Regions from separate parts of the Zea mays genome. Here regions 1 and 2 are each linked to region 3. The links are chromatin contacts, called in public Hi-C maps. All regions are on one chromosome and are shown on one strand. The core of a region is the stretch at or near the end of the contact, and the rest is flanking DNA. Distances in the headings are between cores, read along the strand shown. Region 1 holds the start of LOC100275277 (V-type proton ATPase subunit e1). Region 2 holds the start of LOC100191580. Region 3 holds the start of LOC107275242.

Region 1 (4,212 bases), core at 412-2,911, 130 kb before region 3:
GTCCTAGTCGCCAACTAATCGCGATTAGTCGTCCGACTAGGGGTTATGGTCGACTAATTATGCCTGTTCGGACCACTAATCCGACCTCTATTATGTGGACCGGCCCATGTACACCGCACAAACACTGATTTGCCCTACGCTTCTCGGCTTCTACCTGTACCAATACGAAACGCACTGTCTCGCGGGCGCCCTTCCCCAGCGCCACCACCCCTTCTCCAGCGTTGTCACCCCTTCTCCATCGTCACACCCTCCTCTCCCGCTGTCCTGTTGTGCTCTGGCGGCCCTCTGCTTGAGCAGCAACTTTGCCCCCTCTATCGCGCGGCGGCTGTAGTCTGCAGAGACCCTCCTCCAGCGCGCTCCCGTCCTCCTCTGTTGTCTGTTCAGTGGCTAAACAGACGAGTAGGCGACCACTCCTCACCTGTTTAGAATTCAGAGACCGAGATGAGCACCTCTTCAAACTGTAATTGCTTTGATATTTTGGTTGTTCAGTGTTCTCTGTTCACTTATTGAGCAGTATTGTGCCCGCCTTGGCCTCCTCTTGAGTTGCGCTTCACTTGATTGTTGTGCCACTGCAGATGAGAATAGGAGACAACATAATAATGTTGAAGCCATTTCCCCAGAATGTGTTGCCCTAGCCCCAGAACGATGGCAGTGGCACTAGTACAATTCATGCAATCCCGCAGTCCGGCTAGGCACATGGTCCTGATATAGGTGGACGACTAGGAGTCGACTAGGCTCGATTAATCGAGCAAATCAACGACTAATCGCGATTAGTCACCTTATCGATGCTCAAGCGACTAGAGTCGACTACCCGACTTTAAAACCTTGGATGCATGCACTGCCGCTGCTCACGATGTCGTCGTATGTACGGGTGCCTAAATTGTGCTCCCTACTCAGAGTTAACCTATGCAACTTCAACCAAGGCTCCTTCCATACCAAATTTCAGACAAGAGCAGACATTAACCTTTCAATACTGAACCTAATGGCCTGACACATTTGAGCACATCAAATTGACCAGCAATGCTCGTCTGTGGTGACATTTGTTCATGGCTTTTTAGCAGTCTTCTTATCATTTGTCTTTGAGCAATGTAACTAAACTGTGCGTGAGTAACAAAAAAAACTAGCCGCTGACTTGGAGGCTAACTTAAATATTAGGTGGCGAATTACAAGCTAACGTATTACAAGTTTAGGTCTGCTAGAACAAAGTTCGGGTGTTTTACTTTCCCCCCTCTACAGCTCCTACAAACTGAGTTCGATCAGCTTGATAGCAACGGAAGGCACGAGATCTCGTAACGAAAACATTTCTCTAAAACTAGACAATCTACCCAAATCTAGATCGTTACCCCTAACCCCAACATCACCGCAATCGAACGATCTGCGGCCAAACCAGCCAGATCTCGCGCGTGGGATCCCAAGTCCCAAATCCGCATGCCTAACCCCAAGACCACAAGCGCACCACGCCGGATCACTGACCGGCGGCATCGAATCGAATGGGAGGGAGGGGGAAGCTGGGCGTACAGGTTTGTGGAGGGCCCGCGGTTGCAGCAGAGGAGCGTGAAGAGGGATGCGGCGACGCCGGCGAGGACGAAGATGAGCGTCGTCGCCCAGAACCCCATGGTCGTCTTCGGCGGCCTCGGCGAGCTCCTCCGGCTGCGGCTGCTACTCGCTCCCTCTCGCTGGATCGCTCGGTCAGGGAGGGGGAGACGCGACAGAAGCTGCTACTTGCTGACAGCCACGTCACGTGCGTGCTTCTGGATCGTAAATTCGTTTACCTGCAAGTGCAAGGCTACTAAAAGCACATCTCAAATCCTATTTTAAACTTAAGTGCAAAACAGTTTTAAACTTCATTGCAAGCATAGTTAGATCCTACTTATTTGAGCTTATCGTCAGCTTCTTAGTGTAAAAAGTCAGAAACGAAAACAAATAGCTAGCTTTTTTATTTAGCTTCCCAAAAGCCAGAAGCACAAAAAAAACATAGTTTATATAGGCTAGAAGCATGATTTTATGGGCTTTCTAGAGTATTCTAAGTTTAGTCACCATAAAGTTATCATTAGCTTTTCAGAATCAAAAGTCGTGCAACATCTTTTCAAAAATAACTCTAAAAACTGCACCTTACTTTTGTTGCTCTTTATTTCTGACGCCTTATGAAAAATAAGGTAAAACTATACACAAGTGGAGCTCGAACTTTGGTTATTAACTCCATATCAGGGTTTTAAATAACCGGCTATAGTCTTCAATATACCCGCTATATCTGTTTTAGCAGGGAAAAGCTATATGTTATAGTCTCATTTAGCCCGCTATAGCCCACTATATCTTGATATAGCCCGTTATTTCCACTTTTGAGAAGCATGTCGTTAAACCCTCTATTTAAAACCATGCTTCATATTCACACCCTTCTAACCAATATACATTTTTATATTTTAATAAAACAAAATCTATCCATACAATATATATAAATCATAGCTCCACATAGACATCTCACTAGTATAACTTGTGTAGATAGTATTAGCGTCAATTAAAACGATGAGGTTTAGTACCACCAGTTCAATAAATAACATTTTCTATATTTTCTGCACACCATGTACTGAAAATTATATTCTTTTCAAAAGGTTTTAGTTAGAAATAAAATTTATATGAAATTACAGAGCCCACTTATATCCATAGCTTTGAAGCTCACAACCTTTTCTTCTAAAGCTACCTTGATTTCTAAATTGTCAATATGATGTTAAGGTTCATATTTGTACATCTAAATGTTGTATTTGATAATTTTGGCACAAAGACGGGTTAAAATGATAGGGTGATAAGCTGATATATCTTTTCATATGAATAATATGCTCTGATATAGCCTAATATAGTCTGATATATCTTGATCTCATACTCGGATACAGTATAATGTGGTTGAAGTGCCTTGATACGCTTGTCGTTGTTAATGCTATGATACATTTATCTTTTAAACTCTGGTACCTTAATGTGTATTCTGCACTTCAAACATTTGTGCTCGTTGATACATATGTATAGTGATATATACTTAGTTTTTCAAATTCATATTCTAAAACATGTCACAAAAATGCTTGCTCACGATCCTTTACTTAATAATCTTATAAGCAACAAGTGTATCTAATCATATGCATGGACTAATTTTTCATACTCTACATGATATATTGTTGGTCATTTGATCTCAAATGTTATGGGTCAAGAACAAGGCAATACAATTGTCAATCATTAAGAACCTTCGTCCTTCAAAGCATTATCTCCTTGCGGGTATAATGCTTCTCAGACAAAAGTCAAGAAGCACATACCTTCATCATATCAATGCAAGGATAGAAATGTGAAGGAATAAATATGATAATTATATCTTAATAATTTATTTATTCTTTCTTTCTATAAAACATATATGAATATCAACAATGTTAATATTACATTGATACCTTCGGCTTGCTCAAAGGCGAGGATGCGAGAGAGTGAATACAATCCAGCGTGAACAGTATGGTGCTACTGTTCATCCATTTATAGGCATGGGACGCAGCCCGAGTAAAAGTACATTTATGTCCTTGTTAACCGTCAACAATTATAATACAAAATATTAAGGACTAAATAGTCTTTGTCCTTTTTTGGTTACTGTTGCATTTGGTCTTCGTCGTCAACCCGAGCCGAAGTCCCTTGACTATAGCTTCGTCGCCCATTTTTTTGTCACCTTCAGTTTCACCTCTACTCTTGTCATAGAAGATCTCTATTCCGAAGCTGAAGCCTCCTGCAATAATCTGTGTCATACTGAAGACATACGGTTAATTACGTTTTTGAGGACCTTCGGAGGAGGAAGGCCCCAACAGTAGCCCCTCGCAGTACTAATTTGTTTCTTTGTAACAACTTTAGACTGCGACGTGAACGAAGGCATTTAGCCGAAGATCCAAAAAACACTTTCTCTTCGCTAGAATAGCGAATGACACTGACATGCAGGAACCACCAAACCGTAGGGCGCTGGGCATATAAATAGGAGCTTGCATTGAAAGCATTTTTTGTGCCATTTCAGTTGCTTACACTGTGCTTGTCATTTTAAACTTTCTTGCTTTGCCGAGTTTAATTGGATTTCAAGCTTCGGTATTTCAACGATCGTTGATTTGATGGTTGACGAGAAGAAGATTGTTGATCCGGCGCTGTCCGGGTTTTACAAAGCTATGGAAAAACCAATGCAGAGAAGATTGCACATAAGAT
Region 2 (4,458 bases), core at 333-2,832, 170 kb after region 3:
CTAACCTGACGAGTCAATGGACTAAAGCAAGGCTGGCCACTTGAGAATCCAGAAAATGAGTTTGGAAATGTCTGGACCGATGAAGATAGGTGCCTCACAGTGAAGTCCACTTTACCAACAAGTCCTGAAGTGCCAAATGGAGATGGAATCAGCCTACTTAGGTAAACACACACACACACCATCACAAGACTGAAAAGGCTTGATATTGCTGGAACTTAGGAACTCAATGATATCCGGTGATCACTTGATGACATAAATTTTTAGCCATAACCATCTCATGTTGTTAATGATCAGTAATTTGAGCAATAGGATCTGTATTAAAGGTAAAAGTAAGGTTACTATCAGGGCAACCCATCCTATACAATTGTAGCTGTCAAAGAAACAGTACATTTTTATCTCATTAGTCATATGACTGTAACACAAGAGGCAAACTATTTTTTTGTTGTGTAAACGAATGCCTATGTAATCTCACAACACATATACACAGCAGAAAGAAATACTCCCTCCGTTTTTTAAATTTGTCGTGTTTTAGTTCAAAAATGAACTAGCGGGCGACAAATACTCGATCGAGAACGGAGGGAGTACAAACTAAGCTCACAAAATCCTTGAGAGGAAGGGTACAGAATTCCAGATCTGAGCAGTTGTGTGGGTGGGGGTGGGGGGCAGAGCTCAAAATTGTCGTGTCGATTCGAACCCAAATGCAACACTGGAACCCACGACAAGGTTCGGGCAACAGATGCCACTTTTTTTAACTGAACTACACTAAAATGGTAGTAGTATTCAGAATCTCACTCCAATCCTGTAGAAATCATAAGAGCATCCTGAGTGGGGGTGAGAGAGGAATGGGGGAAGCATGGATTGATCCGCGCGCACCGTATAGAATGCCGAGGACGAGGCCGCACACCACCGCGGACGCGACGACCCAGATGAGCGCAGTCCTGAGCCTCTTCCCGACGGACCTGCAGGGAAGGCAGATCCAAATCAGCAGCGGGAATGAAGAAGAACGGATGGAAACGCAGGCAAGGGGGGAGGGGGGAAGCGGCGAGGGGGGAAGTTACTTGTCCTGGTCGCCCTCGTAGTAGAACATGGCGAAGGGGATGACGAGGAAGACGAGGACGGCGTCTACGATGTAGACGACGAGCCAGAGCGTCCTCATGGGGAGCGTGAGACTGCAGGCGCCGTTGTAGACGGCCTTGCGGCAGGCCTGGCGATTGGCGACGTCGGCAGGGAGCATGAGGATTGAGAGGACGGCGACGGTGAGGCCGAGCACGACGACGAGCTTGGGGAAGTAGGCCTGGTTGACGTCGTCGGGGTGCTGGTAGTTGACGAGCAGGTAGACGCTGACGAGCAGCACCAGCACGCTGACCACCGCCGCCACGATCACCAGCGCGACGTTGAAGTCCCCCATCGGGGTGGCCGCCGCCGGATCTCGCGCCCTTCCTCCTAGTCTCCAACTCCCACTAGGGTTTGGGCAGTCCCCCTCGCTCCGGCGGCGCCAGCGGCGCGGGGGGAGGGGAGCACCACCGGCGAGCGGGATCTGGGCAGGACGGCAGCGGTGGGTGCAAGAAGGGAGGCAGGTAGCTGCGGGCTACCAGCAGCGCGTGAGGGTAGAGGTGGGGTGCGGTGGGTAGTGGGTTGACGACGTCGAGGGGGGAAAGGGACGGGGGCGACTGGGAGAGGCAGAGGAAGGAGGCTGGAGGCCAACAGCGTGGGCTAGGCTGGCGCCGGCTCGGGCGGTTTGGTCGGGGTGGGGGCGGCTTTGGTTGGGTTCTCTTTTCGGCGGGCGGAGTGTTTTTCCTTCGGAGCGCTGTGCGTTCCGGACTCATGGGCCGAGACCGAATGGCCCACGATCAGCACTTGAAGGACGATAGCCCAACCACTGCCGAAGAGGCGCTGGCAGGCCTAATCCAACGGTTGCAGAAATTTGGTCCGTCGCTTCCTGTCCGTGGCCGTCGCTGCTGGTCTACGCCGGGACGTGAGCACGACAAGGACATCGCTGCGGTCGTCTCGTCGCTGTAGAAAAACAATCACACGCGAACACGGTGAGTATTTCTGTTACCAATTCATTTCTCCCTTTCTCCATACGAATGCAGTCGTACTTATAGACACTTACAAAGGCCGGCCCACAACGGTCTCGGTTCTAAGTGTTGAGAACCATTGATAGTCGCCTAGAGGGGGTGAATAGGGCGAAACTGAAATTTATAAATATAAACACAACTACAAGCCGGGTTAGCGTTAGAAATATAAACTAGTCCGCGAGAGAGGGTGAAAAACAAATCGCAAGCAAATGAAGAGTGTGACACGTGGATTTGTTTTACCGAGGTTCGGTTCTTGCAAACCTACTCCCCGTTGAGGAGGCCACAAAGGCCGGGTCTCTTTCAACTCTTCCCTCTCTCAAACGGTCCCTCGGACCGAGTGAGCTTCTCTTCTCAAATCAAACCGGGAACAAAACTTTCCCGCAAGGGCCACCACACACTTGGTGCCTCTTGCCTCGATTATAATGGAGTTTTGATCACAAGAACAAGTGAGAAAGAAAAGAAGCAATCCAAGCGCAAGAGCTCAAAAAGAACACGGCAAATCTCTCTCGCTAGTCACTAAAGCCTTGAGTGGAATTGGAGAGGATTTGATCTCTTTGGTGTGTCTAGAATTGAATGCCTAGCTCTTGTAAGTGGTTGAGAAGTGGAAAACTTTGATGCCATGAATGGTGGGGTGGTTGGGGTATTTATAGCCCCAACCACCAAAAGTGGCCGTTGGGAGGTTGTCTGTTCGATGGCGCACCGGACAGTCCGGTGCACACCGGACATGTCCGGTGCCCCCGCCACGTCATCACTGCCGTTGGATTCTGACCGTTGGAGCTTCTGACTTGTGGGCCCGCCTGGATGTCCGGTGCACACCGGACATGCACTGTTCCCTGTCCGGTGCGCCAGTATGGGCGACTCTGACTTCTGCGCGCGCTGCGCGCGCAATAAATGCATCGCAGGTAGCCGTTGGCGCCGGATAGCCGTTGCTTCGGAGTTGCACCGGACAGTCTGGTGCACACCGGACATGTCCGGTGAATTATAGCGGACTAGCCGTTGGAGATTCCCGAAGCTGGCGAGTTCCTGAGGCCGCTTCTCCTTGGCACACCGGACACTGTCCGGTGTACACCGGACAGTCCGGTGAATTATAGCGCGAGTGCCTCTGAAAATTCCCGAAGGTGGCGAGTTCGAGTTGGAGTCCTCTGGTGCACCGGACATGTCCGGTGGTGCACCGGACACTGTCCGGTGGCACACCGGACAGTCCGGTGCGCCAGACCAGAGGTGTCTTTGGATGACCCTTTGCTCCTTTGTTGAATCCAAAACTTGATCTTTTTATTGGCTGAGTGTGAACCTTTTACACCTGTATAATCTATACACTTGGGCAAACTAGTTAGTCCAATAATTTGTGTTGGGCAATTCAACCACCAAAATTAATTAGGGACTAGGTGTAAGCCTAATTCCCTTTCAATCTCCCCCTTTTTGGTGATTGATGCCAACACAAACCAAAGCAAATGTAGAAGTGCATAGTTGAACTAGTTTGCATAATGTAAGTGGAAAGGTTGCTTGGAATTGAGCCAATATAAATACTTACAAGATATGCATGGATTGTTTCTTATTTATAACATTTTGGACCACGCTTGCACCACAGGTTTTGTTTTTGCAAACTCTTTTGTAAATCCTTTTCAAGGTTCTTTTGCAAATAGTCAAAGGTAAATGAATAAGATTTTGTAAAGCATTTTCAAGATTTAAAATTTTCTCCCCCTGTTTCAAATGCTTTTCCTTTGACTAAAACAAAACTCCCCCTAAATGAGATCCACCTCTTAGTGTTCAAGAGGGTTTTGATATATCATTTTTGAAATACTACTTTCTCCCCCTTTTGAACACAAAAGGAAAACCAATTGATAATATTCTTTGGAAAACACGAATTTTTTGAAATTGGTGGTGGTGCGGTCCTTTTGCTTTGGGCTCATACTCTCTCCCCCTTTGGCATGAATCGCCAAAAACGGAATCATTAGAGCCCTCGAAGTACATTCTCCCTCTTTGGTCAAAACAAATGAGTGAAGATTATACCAAAGATGGAGTCCTTTTGCTTGGTGCTCATGCTTTCTCCCCCAAGAATGGAGAGTTGCTTGGAGTGACGGCGAAGGATGAGTTACGTAGTGGAAGCCTTTGTCTTTGCCGAAGACTCCAATTCCCTTTCAATATACCTATGACTTGGTTTGAAATAGACTTGAAAACACATTAGTCATAGCATAGAAAAGAGATATGATCAAAGGTACATAAATGAGCTATGTGTGCAATTTTAACAAAAGAAGTTCCTAGAATCAAGAATGTTTAGCTCATGCCTAAGTTTGTTAAAAGATTGTTCATCAAGAGGCTTGGTAAAGATATCGGCTAATTGATCTTTAGTATTAATGTAAGAAATCTCGATATCTCCCTT
Region 3 (4,846 bases), core at 1,772-4,271:
TTTGCAAGGACGAAAACGCATGACGCGTGACTCAAATAAACGATTACCAATCGTCGTCGTCGTTGCTCACCTGCACGTGACAAACAGCGACTTGTTGGGAACAGTAACTCCGTACGTGTTTAGTCATATCGTTAGTTCATGTTCATGTACAACCATAAAATATTTTCGGTTTTTAAAATACAAGAGACAGTTAAAATATTATATGATACAACCTATAGCTTATAGATCATAAATATAGAAAAATAAATAATATGTATGAAAAGTTGTAGAGTCTCTCTTCTATTTTTTCTTTCAATTACCCATTACAAACCCTTCAAGATACTCGAATCCACACATGCTGCATGCCCTTACAGCACGCTGCTTTTGTAATAAATTAAAAAAAACGTCACGCACGGGGCGTCGTCGTTGCTCCTCCGATCCGGTTCCCGTCACAAAAAGTTTGCCAAGATTTTTTAGGGCCTTGGATGTATGGTTATAGATGGTTTTGGCGAGATTTTTTTAAGGCCGGTGTCACCGTGTCACCCTCATCACGGATTTGTCTCAAAAAGTTTTTTTGGTTGCGAGAGGTTAAGGCCTGCAACTCCCCTTTACGTTTTTTTGATACTATCGTATTCACCTTAATATATATGTATTAAAGTGATTTAAAATATAACTTTAACTAATTTACATCTCAATACGAATTGAGATAAATACGAGAGTATTCAAACGTGGGCTTAGAAGTTCCTACGCCTGCTATACGAAAATTGACTTATCCATTTTTAGTGATGCTGAGCTAGCTGGGGCGTACTGTACAACGTCTTCCCAACCGTTTTGGCAGCGATTCCTTTTTTTTTTATTTTCTTTCCATTTCTTAGGCGCTATTCTAGTTTACCTAATTTTTATCTTCACTAAATATATATTCTGCCACAAAAGCAAGTTAATAAGAAGAGAGATTCATGAGAGGCTAGATGAAACTTAGAATATACAATTTTATAGGTAAAAAGTGATATGGTATATTTTTGGAAACCGTATAATAAAACATTGCACTCGGAATAGCCTTACGACAATAGGACGCACCTCGACCAATGTGAGCTGATTTGCGAGCGAGGAGATCACCCTATCAAAATTCATTGGAAGAAGGGGGAGATAATACTCCCTTTCGTGTCATATTATTTGTCGTTTTGGATAAAATTCGATTTAACAAAATTTTGACTACAAATAACTGTTTTGTTATTTAGTTTTAAAACCTAATATTTATATGCACTGATTTATCTTTAAAAGTACTTTTATAAAAATACATATGTATTAAGAGTTTATTTGTATTTAAAAAAGGAATATTAATCAAAATTATATTTTGGAGACCGTTTCGTTGTCCTAAACAATAATAATAAATAATAGGACATCGGAGTTAGTCGTGTGACGCACGGTAGTAGATTTTGTGTCACTGTCAGGTTATTAATTGCGCGTGCCACATTATCCGGTTGCAAGGACGATCGTCGAAAACGCATGAGTCAAATAGACAACGAATCGTCATCGCTCACCACCAGGTGACAACTACGACACGTGTATTGGAAACAGTAACCCGATTGAAACGTACATCTAGCTTCTTTGTAATTGAAATAATTAGAACGTCGTCACGGGGTCGTCGTTGTTGCTCCTTATTCGTTTCCGGATCCGTCGTAGCTCGCGAAAATGATCTTGGGTATTGGACCTTGGATTGGCTATAGATGGTTTTGGCAAGATTTTTTTAGGGATGGTGTCAAGATTTTTTTTTTGGTAGGGCTGGTATCACCCTCATAACGAATTTATCGGGAAAAAAGTTTGGTTTCCATTTCCTTTTTGCAACTTTCGAAATCCATTTTTATCGACCAAAATTTGACTTTTATATTTTTAAATTCTAACCCAAAATACACCAAAAACCGAACTGATTTTTTTATATCGCCCGGTACCGAAAACGGTAAATTTTATCGAAAACCGGTGGAGGTTCATCCCTGCACGAGAGTAAGGCCTTCACAATGCGAGCTATTTTTTATTTTAATGTCTTCTACGTTTGCTAGCTAGTTGCTATATGGAAATTGACTCGTTTCCTGTGAAATATTTTTAACGAAATTTCTATATTCAAAGAGGGGAATGGAAATGTACTATACTCCACCCAAAAATAGTATTAGTTTTAGTTATTTTTATGTCTATAATCAAATAGATGATGATAAATCTAGACATATATAAAACACATATGTTAAGTATTATATAAATCCATTAATTATCTAAAACAAATATTAATTTAAGAAAAAGAAAGTATTTTATACTATATATGTGTAACACCGAAACTATATATATAGCTACATACTATAAAGGAAACAAAAATGCCATGAAGGGAACCTGTCGTCGTCGTACGTACGAGTACGACCCATGGCCATGCACGTTTTAATTATTTTCACAATTTATTACCGTACTGCTACTATAGTGTACGTACCTAGCTTGGGTGAAATTTTAATTACGTGGCCACGTGCGTGTACGCAAGCATGCCAGGGAGAAGTGAGTGGCTGCATGCATGCTAGTTCTGCACCTCCAGCCGGCGTACGGCACCAGCACACAGTCCGGCACGGCACGTACCTCGTGGTGGCCTTTGGCGGCGGCGAGGTGGAGCGGCGAGTTGAGGCTGCTGCCGACGGCGGCGCAGCGCGCGAGCCCCGGGTTTTCCTCCAGCAGGCGGCGCACCTCCGCCGCGTCGCCGTTCCTCGCGCTGGCCGCCAGCCGCTCGCCGAGCCCCGCGCACCCCAGGGCGTTGCCCATGCGTTCCCGCCTTCCCGCCTTCCCGCGCGCGCGCGCCCCGCCGCCGCGCCGGCCGACCCTCCGACCCTGAGCAGACTACCTGCTGCTGGCCAGTTAGCTAGCTGGTAGCTCGAGTAGTTGCAACTAGCTAGCCAGTAGCTAGGATCGGAGTAGCTTGCATGGGGAGGCGTGGCGGCGGCGCGCGATCACGCTACAAAATGTGAGGTGCCGGCCGGCCGGGGCGTTGGCAAGAGCTACCTGCCTAGCTAGCTGCTGGCCTGGCGCGGCGACTCTGGCTAGCTTCTGGTGGTGGTCTTATATACGAATACGAATACGATACTGTTGAAGGTGTGATCTTTTTTTATTTAGAGATAATGGAAAAACTTTCATATATATCTAGAGGCTACAAAAAGAGACATGCATGAATGACATAGAGCCACGTAATGACGTAAATGTGAATTATTTGTACAAGATAACATGAGTTCTTGGATCAAGCTTTTACTAGATATATATATGTAAACATAAATTGAGGCAGTACGTACTTGCTAGAATAATGTAACCTTCCAACATGAACTCTATATCGGGTATATATAACAACTCTGCATGAATTCATACCAGCACTACTTAGCTAATTCACTGTATAGCATTCTGTCTGATCAATTAATTAGAAATTGTAACAGCTAACATGTCCTTTCTCTCTTTTTGTCATCACATTTATATATATGGCCCTGAGTCTGGATCCACTCAACTAACAGCTAGCCACTAGAAAATAGCTGAAGTTGGATCTAAACAGGTCTAGCTAATTATTGGGTACACATTTAGCTAACAACTAGTATCTCATCACGAGCTGCCTAGCTCAGTTAATAGGCTGATAAAGACAACCATCCCACATATCTCTAAAAGGTAAAGGGCGTTATTATAGGCAAAACCTCCAATCCATAATTTTTATCTTTTAGATAGAAGAGACCAGCTTTTTGACTTTTAAGAAACTGATAATATAATTTCTATAAACTGAGTCTAAATCATAAACTGGTATGTTTGGAACTACCATAATTTTTATAAACTAATTTATTGAAAATTGGGTACTTTTCTCGGAAAAAAATTTGGTGCTGCCGGCTGCAAACCAGAATGTTTGCAGCCCCTCACAAAAAAGAGGATAGACCCCACCTACAGGTCCACCAGATAACATTTTATTGTGTTATTGCTGCTGCGGATAGGGTTTATCCTCATTTTCTGTGAGGGGCTGCAAACATTCTGGTTTACAGCCAGCTGCACCAAATTTTCCCCTTCTCTCTCTCTCTCTATATATATATATATATAAATATATATATATATATATATATATATATATATATATATATATATATATATATATATATATATATATATATATATATATATATATATATATATATATATATATATATATATATATATATATAGGGCAGGTATAACGGGAGCTTTGGGCTTCCAATAGTTAAAGGAAGCCCAGGTCGACCACCCCTTCAAACTGGTTCAACCAGCGCGCCCAAACAGGCTGTCGGGTGCGCCACCTGCCCCACGTCTGTTAGCACAAAAAAAGGAATGCATGCATGAGTCAAACACGATCCAATGCATGCGCATAAATTTAGGAAAGATATGTGCGGCAGTTTCTGTTTTTAAAATCCTTTATTTCCTCCATAAATTTAGGATCGCTGCAACAGCCATGCAGCTAGACGCGTAAGGACCATTTTATAATATATACTGAGACTAAATATGCTACACTGTGTTAATAATTATGCAATTCGATATACTGCATAAAAATCTGTTACCAGCTGCATGCACACGAATTTATGATAAAAAATGTGCAATGAAAGGAAATGAATTACACGCATAAAAACAAAAAATCGTATTTAATGTTTTATTTCCTTCATAAATATAAGGTCCCTCCAATAGACATGCAGCTAAAACACATTAAATCTAGTTTATGACATATACTGATACAAATTATACTACATGGTGTAGGTATTTATGCAATTCGTTACACTGCGTAAAAAATCTGGCATGTTGTTCACTGGTGGATGCACCTCCGGGTTGGAGCGTAATAACCTTAAGT

The links. A called contact is a pair of places that touch in the nucleus more often than the background predicts.
Region 1: a contact with region 3 is called in a Hi-C map of leaf, with 7 times the contacts expected there. The contact joins the promoter of LOC100275277 here to the promoter of LOC107275242 in region 3. A contact is called at or near these places in 5 of 25 Hi-C or Micro-C datasets (bundle sheath, ear, leaf and 1 more).
Region 2: a Hi-C map of ear shows a contact between it and region 3, with 5 times the contacts expected there. The contact joins the promoter of LOC100191580 here to the promoter of LOC107275242 in region 3. A contact is called at or near these places in 12 of 25 Hi-C or Micro-C datasets (bundle sheath, ear, endosperm and 3 more) and 1 of 3 datasets of contacts at active chromatin or transcription factors (seedling).

What each region holds. Positions count from the first base shown.
Region 1 is chr6:72,923,716-72,927,927 of Zm-B73-REFERENCE-NAM-5.0, reverse strand. It overlaps LOC100275277 (V-type proton ATPase subunit e1), which reads right to left and starts at 1,661. Exons shown (of 3, transcript NM_001328121.2): 1 at 1,519-1,661. The coding sequence starts at 1,616.
Region 2 is chr6:72,616,062-72,620,519 of Zm-B73-REFERENCE-NAM-5.0, reverse strand. It overlaps LOC100191580, which reads right to left and starts at 1,582. Exons shown (of 14, transcript NM_001137010.1): 1 at 1,059-1,582; 2 at 874-959; 3 at 6-124. The coding sequence starts at 1,408.
Region 3 is chr6:72,791,594-72,796,439 of Zm-B73-REFERENCE-NAM-5.0, reverse strand. LOC107275242 reads right to left here and starts at 3,021. Exons shown (of 5, transcript NM_001320521.1): 1 at 2,593-3,021. The coding sequence starts at 2,772.